2 separate regions of the Mus musculus genome follow, and region 1 is linked to region 2. Evidence: chromatin contacts called from public targeted proximity ligation data. All regions are on one chromosome and are shown on one strand. The core of a region is the stretch at or near the end of the contact, and the rest is flanking DNA. Distances in the headings are between cores, read along the strand shown.

Region 1 (5,459 bases), core at 925-3,424, 140 kb before region 2:
ACCATATCCTTCTTCTCTTCTTTCTCCTCCTCTCCCTCCTCCTCTGTCTTCTCATCCTCCTCCTTCTCCTCTCCCTTCTCCTTCCTCTTCCTCCTCCTCCTCCAGTCCCATTCAGTAGTCTAGTCACAGTGGCAAACAAATACCTCCAACAAAATCAAAGATTAATTTCCTTTTTAACATTTCCTCTTTTCTGTTAGATAGATAGATAAACAGACAGATAGTTTAAAATGAATTAGATTCAACTTAAAATGAATTCCTTGTTGATTAATATTCTACTTATATTTTTTAAGTGATTCTTTTATATTATGGTCAGTTCTTTAATATTCTAAAATAACTGAACAGACTTCGCTGCCTCCTTCCTTCCCTCCCTCCCCTCCCTCCCCTTCCTCCCCTCCCTCCCCTCCCTCCTCTCCTCCCTTCCTTCTTTCCTCTCTTTCCTCTTCTCTTCCTCCTTCTACATCTCCTTTCTCTTTCTCTCATCAACATTTTGTCTGGTACCTGCTGTATGCCATATATTTTTAAGATGCTGTGCTTCTTGCATTTGTGAAAAACTATCTTATAGGTGTTAATTTCTTTGGTGTTTAACTACCGTAATTGTGTGAGGATTTATGGTTACATCTGAAAGTTTAGACATTTTCCTTTGATTTATTATATTAATTTCTTTTTTATTTTAATTTTATTAGATATTTTCCTTATTTACATTTCAAATGTTATCCCCTTTCCTAGTTTCCCCTCCGAAAATCCCCTATCCCCTCCCCCTGCTCCCCAACTTTCTTAAGTATCCTGAAACTCAGATATTTTTTAATTTTTGCCCTTATAGATGGTGTTGAATTAAATTGCTCCAGTTTGGAAAGAAACAAAGACAAACAAACAAAACTTACACTCAAGCCTAAGACTATTGTAATCAAAGTTATACGCAAAAAAAAAAAAAAATAATAATAATAAAATACAGCCCTGCTGTCTGGTGCCTTTTGTAGCTATCTCAATGAGATCGATGGTGCCCTGTAATCAAGCCAGTTGACATGGTGGGAGAGGTTTGCCTTAGTTGTTACTGTTAGGTAAGTGATAGGTGCACTTCAGCAACAATATTTCCATTTACTAACTCAGAGGCTGATCTAATAGAGAGCCTGCTGCCTCCACCCCTTTCAGAAGTCACAGCAGGTAGGCCTAGCTTGAGGTTCATTAGAATCTGATAGGATGACAACAGACTGGGAAGCAGCTGTAAATGATTACAACCAGGCCTGAGCTAGTTTCAGCCTCTGCCAGGCCCAGTGTGGTTCCCAATACTTCCTGGATTCAAAAGAAAACATGCCAGCCTTATACCTGCTGATCAAGGGACATAGCCAGGGTGTGTGCTTCTCTGGCTTTGAAGTTTCAAAGGAAATGCTTACCATGTGGACTAGTCTTGCATCCCTAAGCCAACGGAAAATGTCACTTCAGCTGGATGTGTTTGTGGGTAGTGATTCAATGGATGATTCTCAATTTACTTCAACCTTCGAGATAAATCCTCCTTTTAAAGGTAATGAGGATGGGAAAGAAAGCTGGGAATCATCTTGGCTAGGCTCTTTGTTTATTAATGAATGAAAGGCTGAGGAGCCAGAGCCGCACAGCTATGTGAGGTGTGTTGCTGAGCCCCACACTAGACTCCAGGGACGTGCAGGTGAATAACAATAAGCTCTGTTCTCTGCACAGTGGTACAATGTGTGGACTATCATTGACTGTCCTTATGAAGCTAATCAATTTGAAAGATGAAAGGTCATTAGGAACCATAGTGACAGACATTCAGATGGATAGAGGAATAGACATGAGAGTATGTGTCGAATATTATACAAGGGAGTTGATTTAATTAGCTTAAAAAAACATAGAGATCTGATTACCAATTAAATAGACAAAATAGAGGTGAGGTCGCAAATCCATTTCCATTCCTAAAAGACAAATATGCCGGTATGAATGCCCATGCAAATAAGAAAGGCGTCATATGTGTGTGTGTGTATTATCTACCTTAATCATCCTCTGTCAGGAGATTTATTTTGTATTTTCTTATTCTAAGTAAGTATTAAAATGCAAGGTGGAAAACAGGCGGCAGACAAGAGTGAAGAAGCCTCTAGAAGGTCAGCCCCTGAGCTCCTTCTTCCCCTGTTCTCTATTTCCTGTTACTCTTACTAATCTCTTCCTGTCTTGCTTCAACTTGTGGTTGTTCTCTGGTTCGTTGGCCATGAGTGAAACCTCACTTGGCTCACGTGCATCTGTGTTCCTGTTTCATCGTTAGGCGCTATGGATTTCAAGATATTCTTGTGTGTTTCTCTATGGTTATTATAATATTATAACGAGGAATAAATGGATTTGTTGATCTATAATTTTTTCATAGGAAGTTAAGATGCAAAATAAAAGCAAATGGAAATGAGAGTTTGGGGGAGAGAGAGAGAGAGAGAGAGAGAGAGAGAGAGAGAGAGAGAATGTGAACATACAGCTATGTGTAATGTATCTATCTGAAAGGTAACCACATACCACATAGCCCACAGTCTTCCTCAGGAAATCCTGCTATTTGGGGAGATGTGGAGAACAGCAAAACCAAAAACTTGCCATTTAGTGTAAACAAAAATAAAATCATTCCAATTCTTCCAGACACACTGCTTAGAGTTGTTGCCACCACTGGTGTTCCCTCTGAGGTTGTCTTAAAGCAGAAATTGCCACATTATATACCATAGAGCCCTGTGGCTCAAACTACCACTCCACTATAATGCAAAACCCTGCACCCAACGGCAGCGTGAAACCGGAAGGGCACCAGTAGCAAATGCTAAATTCTCTTCTAGGTGTTGAGTAAACACTTTGCTACCAAAAGTATGAGTCTCCCCGCCCTCCGCCCCCCCCCCCCCCCCCCGCCCCGAGCGTTATCAGTGCCACCTGTGAGACTTCCTATCTACCCCCAGACTTTCAGCCTCAAAAGTTTTCATTTTACAAAGATTCTGGGGTGATTGATATGCACATTAAATTTTAAAGAATGCTGTCATACAGGAGACTTAATCATTCCCTCCTTCCTGAGGAGCCGGAGTGAGCAGTGCGAAGAATGTCTCAGATACCAGGTGGGAAAGAGTTAGACAGGCATAAAGAGAAAACAGTAAATAGATGGTGAGTGAGTGGATTTATGAGTTGGTGGAGTCTGTGGAGGAGACTGAAGATGAGGAGAGTTCCATCGGTGGGTAGGCAGAGCCCAGTAGATGCAGAGACAGCCACTAAGGACACCTGCACCATAGGAGGGGTCAGTAAATTGAAAATGGATGCTGGAACTAAATTTGAATAGCCTTCCATTTCCCATGCACCCTTAAAGTGCTTAAATTCACACTTTTGTTCCCTACTTTTTTGAAACTTGTAGAAGATTCTCATTAACTGGGGCAATTTTTAGAGCATCTTCACTCCTGTCAGCCTGAAGAAATCCCCAAGAGTCCATCGTATCCCTAGATCCAGCAGCTCATTTTGATGCAAAAGTTTAGCTCCTTAGAAAGCTGAATATATTAATGGTGTCACTAATTCCTGATGAAAGTATTTTTAAAAGAGATACCGAGATTTCTAGGATAGAGAGTGAGGAACTTAACAAGTGCTCTATTCCAAAGTCTGTCATGGTTGGCAGGAGCCCAGATATTTGGCTGAACTACCACATTGAGAATCTGGAAATTGCCTAACGGTAGATGACAGTTTGAGAGGCTTTTATTAAAAGTACTGACCCTTCAGTTGCAGCAGCAGGACCCTGTAGCATGTATCCCTGTGTTGGTCTCATCTTTTCCAGATACTATAAGGGGATTAATTCCATGGGGACACAGCATACCATGAAAGCCAGGATCTAGTTGCTAGAGAGGCCTGATTTGATTTGAAAAACGAAGTGCAAAACTCCCTTTGCCTCAGAACATTTTCAGACAGAACATCAATCTTGGTGACAAACAAAGCTAACACTGCAGCTATCTTGGCATTGTGGTCCTGGCTACAACGACCAAAGGAATGGCAGATTGGCCAAAATTACTAACAGGGAAATCTAGTGAGCAAGACAGCTCTAGGGTGTGCCTTGGGTAAAGTCTCATATATCCCTGTAGGACTAAAGTCTGTATACATATACAAATTTACACATATAGGTAGAAGCTATAGAGAGTCTCTGTTATCCATGCATCCTGGCTGAGCATGAATCTATATACCAAATGGAAAAGATACACAACAGCATCTAGAATATTTGTTAAGGTTGGGAGAAATGTAAACTGCCTGGACTTTGAATATGTTTCCTAGCCCTAAAGAGAGTCTCTGCAGAAGGTGCAAGCTTCATAGCCTATCATGTTTGGCTATAAATCCTGATCAATTACTTGACCATTAGACTATTCTTACATAGCAACAATGAGTAAAAAGGTAAATTGAATTTTGTAAAGACTAAATAGAACCATTTATATTTTAAGGAAGAAATCACTAAATTAACCAAAGAAAGCCACCAAAGAAATCATAGTCAACAACAGAACATACAAATGCAGTTTCTTCACTGAAAATCAGGACTGACTCTTGTTACATGATTTAACATTGCCACCCTTCATGGATCCAAAGAAAGGTCATGACACGTGTAAGGGAAAAAAATGTATGATCCACATGGAGGAGGAAAAGTTAAATGTTGATAGAACTCTTTCTAAGCATCCTCGATGTAAGTAAGACTTAACAAAAGAGTCTAAATAAAACAGTAGACCATCTGTGGTAGTGTAGGCATGGTATCTAACACTTGGGAGAGAAAGCTAGGCAAATGTTGAGTTTGAAGCCAGCCTAGCATGATGGCAAAACATAATCAAATAATTAAAAGAAAACAAATGTTAAAAGCACCACAATAAAGATGGCAGCAATAACTTGTCAAATATAAACTATAAAAGAAACGTGAAGTTATCAAAAGAAATAAGAATTACTGTATTTGAATTATATCATGATGTTTTCACTAAAAAATATCTCGGGAGTAGATTCAAGATGGCAGAAGGAAGAGTCGGTGAACATTAAAATAGATACAGATCACTCTTCCTGAAGAAGAGAATTAAAATGAAGATCAAATGAGTGGATCTTGAACACTTTCAGACTTCAGGGTACTTTGAAGCCTATACCAACTACTAAACAGAGTTGGGACCCCAGAAAAGAATGAGAAGAAAGAAGGGAGGTTAAAATTCCAATCATATAGTCAAATATAATAATTTTGATGTAATTAACTTAATTTACACATTTTCATTAGTCAGCTCTTTATTCCTATGGGGGAAAATACCTGAGAAAAGTATTCACAGGGAGGAAAGGCCTATTTGGACTCCCAGTTTCATGAGGGTACACCACACACACACACACACACACACACACACAGGGGGTGGGTCAGGAAAGGTGAAAGGACAAGACATCCCTTCCAGAGGCATGCTCTCAGTGATGGTTTTCTTTGCCTTCTACAATCCATTCAGTGGTGA
Region 2 (5,151 bases), core at 55-2,554:
ATGCATCTTTACCTGTCCTACTGATAAACAATTTCAAAGAATGTCAAACATCCTTGAAAAAATATTCCCCTGCCCAGAAGATACCCAGTACATCCTTAACTACTCTGTAATTTAATGCATATTGCTTTGAATTCTTGATGAATATTTTGAAATGCTAAGAATGGAAGAAATAAGAATTAATACATATTGTATTTAATCACTAAAAGCGGATTGCTATTATTGAACTCTGAATAATATGTAAATTGTCCCTTTGATTGGCTTAAATTGGTTTACTTTGATTCATTATAATTCTCTCATAAAATTATTGTAATTGTCCCTTTGCAAACAAATCGGGTACATGTTTTTAATCAGCGAATGCCTGACGATTCAACGAGAGTTCCTGCTAGGAACCGAGGCTGCTCTACTATCAAGCTAATACAGCTTACACAGAGAACACTTCTGCAAGCTGGACCTAATTTTGGCCCCATAAAAAATCTGTCTCTAATCTTTGCCCAGGTAACATTCTCTGTCAATAGACAGATTGCTGTCCAAGCTGAACTGGATAGAAGCCTTTCTGTGTATGCCCAATGAACACTGAACCAGCATGCGTACCTGTGTCAGTTTTAGAATAGATAGAAACTCTTTCTGTGGAAGCGCCTTGACAGTTGCCAGTGGTTTGGGATCAACATGAGCCTGGGCTGTCAGTCACTGCTTTAGCATTTTAGATTTTCTTTCTCTTGAATAGAGAAAGACAAGAAGCACTTAGCAGCTTACCATAATATTAGGCAGTAGGACAGAGTGCAGTCACACTCTTATGTAAATTTCTAAATGCTTCCAAAAGAGAAATAGGACCGTGATTTTTGGTCAGTTCTAGTACCAGACATTTAAAAAACAAAAACAAACAAACAATAAAACCTGTTGAGTTTAAATTTGGGGGTGGGAGAGATTTTGATTCAGACCTGAAGTCAATGCCAAAAATTACTATCTCTGATTTGACTTGTTTGGGTGGCTTCTGTCTGAGGTCAGGAACAATAGCAAGATTTACATCTTGGTTTTAGTAGAAGGATTTTATTTTTTTAACCACCAAAGGTGAAAAAAGACACAGTTGTAAACATTACCAAGTTCTACTTAGGCTTGGATGTTATAGCTAATTTCAGAATTCCTGAGGGATATTTACATGATTGCTATGGTCTTTTTGTTAGTGTTTTACAAGCTGGTATGCTGCAAGCAATGCTTTAAAAGCAGTCTCCTCAGTGGAAAGGAAATTACAAAGGAGAAGAAGCCACATACATCTCTAAACAAGGGCAGCAACGGTGACATTCAGCATTCAACCAAATTTCAACACACACATCCAGTTGGTTTACGGTTTCAGACCCACTGTGTCTTTTACAAATTTACTGTTTAGTTTTTACAGAGCACGTGATAATCTTAACCTCAATTTCCTGAACTGTGAAAATATCTCACCACTATGGTAGAATATCCTTTCTCTGGAAAGAGCCCTTCCCTGCGTCTTGCTCTCTTGTAGCTGAAAGGGAGGCTGCTTTTGAGGGATGCAGTGGAAACCAGCTGCTTTTAAACGTGAAGGAAGCCGTAGCGAGGGAACTGTGATGGGCGATTTGCTGAGACTTGTATTATTTTCACTTTTAACAAGAAACCGGAATACTTTCTCATTAAGTTATGAGATCAGTTTCATAAGACTGAGCTCACCAATCTCACCAAAGTCTGATCTCAGCCACAAAAATTCAGAAGTTAATCAGGATCAAATCTGTTATTATTTTGATATGATTTGAAAACGATTTCAACCTGCAATGACATAGCTGGCAAATTTTATATTCATTTAAAGTTATAATTGTTTTTTTTTTCCTCTTTTGCAGGGTAGTGTGAATAGAGTACATAGTTGTCACATGTGAAATTATTTTTACACATAAGATGTTGCTGCAGAGGGAAGGACACAGCAGATTCCTAAACAGAAAGCCCTTTTGTCAGCTGGCCATTCATGAAGTCAGATCTGCTTTATCTGAAAGAAGAATGCAGAGCCCATAATAGGGTGCAATTCTCATAGTTGATAAAATGAGGGACTTCATCAAAGTCTGCCTTCACTGAGATGTTCACTGTGAGAGCTTTGCACCATCCTGTCCTCTTTCCTGCCTCTCCCAGGGGAGACACACTATGGGAACCACAGACTCTCCTTCAAGTCTCCTTTTACCCTAATATGGAATTCCTTTCTGAAAGGAAAAGTATTGGCTCCAGAACACCAAGACCCAGTGAGTTTTCAGCATGAAGGAGATTCCCCTGCCCCTGAGGGACAGAGTGCAGGGAATGAGAGACAAAGACAGGCAGCAGAGGATGAAGGAGAAGGGGAAGGGAACAAGGGAGAGGGGAAAGACATGGACAAAGCACTTCCTCTGCTTAGAGAGGAGACAGATGTGACATATAGGAAAATGGTGGTTTATAAAGCTAAAGGGGAAACCCCGTGTCAGGATGAGGTGTTTAATTTTAATTGGGCGTATTAATTAGGTGAGCCAAATGGGGGGAGGGGTGTGCCGGGCTTCAACACTTTGATAACTGAACCTTGATAGTCAGCCTCAGGAGGAGGAAGTGGCCAAGTGAGGGAATAGACTTGAGTGGCTAGCTTTAGGAATGTAATCTAGTGGTCTTTAGCAAGGCAGAGGGCATCAGGGAGAAGGGCAAGACCTGGCAGCGCCATACTTGCTTACCTCACTGGACCTGGTGCGAGGCCTGTCACCTTCCACAGTAGACCTACTTTTAACCATCTGTGCTTGACTTTTTTCTTAGTTGCTATCTTCTACTGCATCCAGGCTAACAGTAAACACTCTCTTAATTCAGCCTTTATTTGTCAGGTGGAGAAATAAGAAAGAAAAATCAATCAAATAGGACCAAACCTTAGTGGCCACATAAAACTCTCTCAGAGTTTCACTCTGTTTAGACTCCATCCATAGGAGGATCTGTGAATCAGCTGTCTGTCTACCCCACCCCACCCCACCCCCATACACACACCTAACACTCTCTTAGCTAAGTTTTGCTCCCCCATAATAAAACTCTTCCTTTATGTTCCATACCTCGGGCATTTAAGAAATATTTCTATTACTGAAATTATTGGGATTATCTCAGCACTATTATCCCACTGTTAATTTTTGTTTTTAACTCTCTTGGTTTCTAAGAATCTTCCTTAACTGTCAATTGTAGAATATTCTCTACTCAAATACAGGTTACTCTTTAATATGTAATCTCATTTTATAAGCTTTATTGATAAAATTGTGTCTTTCTTACTTCTAACTTATCTGTTTTAATTAGTAACACTTGTCCAAAAAATTTTGAAAAAACTAAATTTGGAGACAGATTTGGTCAGAACTGTTTAGGCTACATTTATAGCATCCTGACAATGCTCAACACCTATTTGGCATTGAATTTCTTGTGAAAGTTACCAAGAGATGTTATGTAATCCTGTAATTGAGGATGTGTGTGTGTGTGTGTGTTATGTTTCTTTAAAAGCTGTTATAATTATGATGGTGAGTGCAAATTTGATCTTTAGTGATGGCATTGAGAATCTTGTATGTGAACATGGGCCAGATCAAAAAGAAATGCAGATTGAACTGGAAAATGAATTCGGGTTGATAATTTTGGCTTTACCAGTAGTGAGAAATGACGCAAAGAGAATTTCATGTGTTCTGGGCTCCAGTGGCTTATATTTTCAGGAGCAAGTGTCAAGATAATTTGAAATAATTACTGGAAATACGCTATCTGAAGCAGAAGATGATTTTAATGTGGGTAGGATACATTCTTCACCAGGTCACTTTGTTTTCCCTGCATGGTATAGGGGAGACTAGACACACAGAATTCTGCAGTGACTCTTTCCCGCTTCGTGGATCAGCTCACATTATGTAACAGCATGGCATATTGTGTAACATTTACAGAAGCTTTCTCCCACTCTTTTGTTTGAGAAGAGAATCTCGATTAGTTAAAACTTTGAAAAATCTCGTGATGTGTTATAAATTACAGTCAGAATAGGACCTAGAATTCCTAAGAGTATGCCCCATCCCTAACGCTAGAACTTAATGGGACATTTGTAGTCAAATTACTTCCACTTACTTTAAAAAAAAAAAACACCACTATAAAGTACATTTCCAGGTATTTGGGGAGAATTAATTAGTTTCTATTAATTAATTTGTTTCCATTATGGCTTTAATAACTGTGTTGTACCTCTGGTAATTCACTGTAATGGTGTGGACCTCATTTGCCTAGTACATTACAATAGCCTATTGTGTGAATGGAGTTCTTCCGTGGTGTCAGTCAATTAACTAAGGTGATTTTTAAAGGCCTACCTACTAAGCCACATTGTGCCAAGGCCTGGTAGTTACTCCCAAGAGTAGTCAACTAGGTCTCTCTATTCACAACTTTTAAATATGTGTGGGAAGAAAGGATCAACTGAGAACTATCAAAAGTGACTAGAATGCTCAATTAAGATTCTGTAATAACTAACGTGAATAGAGAGTTATAGGGAAAGTCCTGTGTAAGCTAATAACAAATTCAGCAAAGGCTCATTCTTGTAATATTGATCCCATTTAGTTGGACAACCCTTTGATGTTTAACATCTTTTAAAATACCTACTTTGGGTTATTAGCATTTATGTAGTGCTTAGGGGAAAAGAGAAAAGAGAGAAGAGAGAAGAAAAGGATGAATCTCTCGGAAGTGCCTACTAAACTGCTGTGTCTGTATCCGAATGTTTCTGTTTAATCCTAATGGTTATGATTCGAAATGGGCTTGCCTGCTTTTATAATTGAGAAACCTAGACTTAGAAGAGGAAAGAGCTTGCACCAAAGAGCTCACTAGGAAATGCCTGAGACAAACTCCTTTCTTCACCCCACTTTCTCTACAGTGTCATACAGTTACTACTGTTGTATAGTTCCAAAGTCTCTAATAGCCATCACTACAAAGAGAGATTAATATATAAAGGTTCATTAAAAACTTGGTTGGCCCCCACTAGTTTCTTTTATTTGTAGTTTCCTCCAGTGAGCTTAAAATTAGCATGACAGAATGGGTCTCCTTAGAAAAAGGCATAGTAACTGCTCAGCCATCCTCAGAGGAGCTTCCTCCTGCAGCAGATGGGAACAAATACAGATTTTGCAGAGAACAGTCAGGCCCGAAATGGGA

The links.
Region 1: a targeted proximity ligation map of CD8 T cells shows a contact between it and region 2, with 8 read pairs. A contact is called at or near these places in 7 of 484 Hi-C or Micro-C datasets (CD4 T cells, CD8 T cells, granulocyte-monocyte progenitors and 3 more) and 3 of 130 datasets of targeted methods (CD8 T cells, effector CD8 T cells and memory CD8 T cells).

Annotation. Positions count from the first base shown.
Region 1 is chr19:31,334,761-31,340,219 of GRCm38.p6, reverse strand. The region is part of intron 2 of Prkg1 (protein kinase, cGMP-dependent, type I); the gene reads left to right. Among named protein-coding and RNA genes, the nearest start is that of 8430431K14Rik, 120 kb to the right of the region's middle.
Region 2 is chr19:31,195,999-31,201,149 of GRCm38.p6, reverse strand. The region is part of intron 3 of Prkg1 (protein kinase, cGMP-dependent, type I); the gene reads left to right. Among named protein-coding and RNA genes, the nearest start is that of 8430431K14Rik, 18 kb to the left of the region's middle.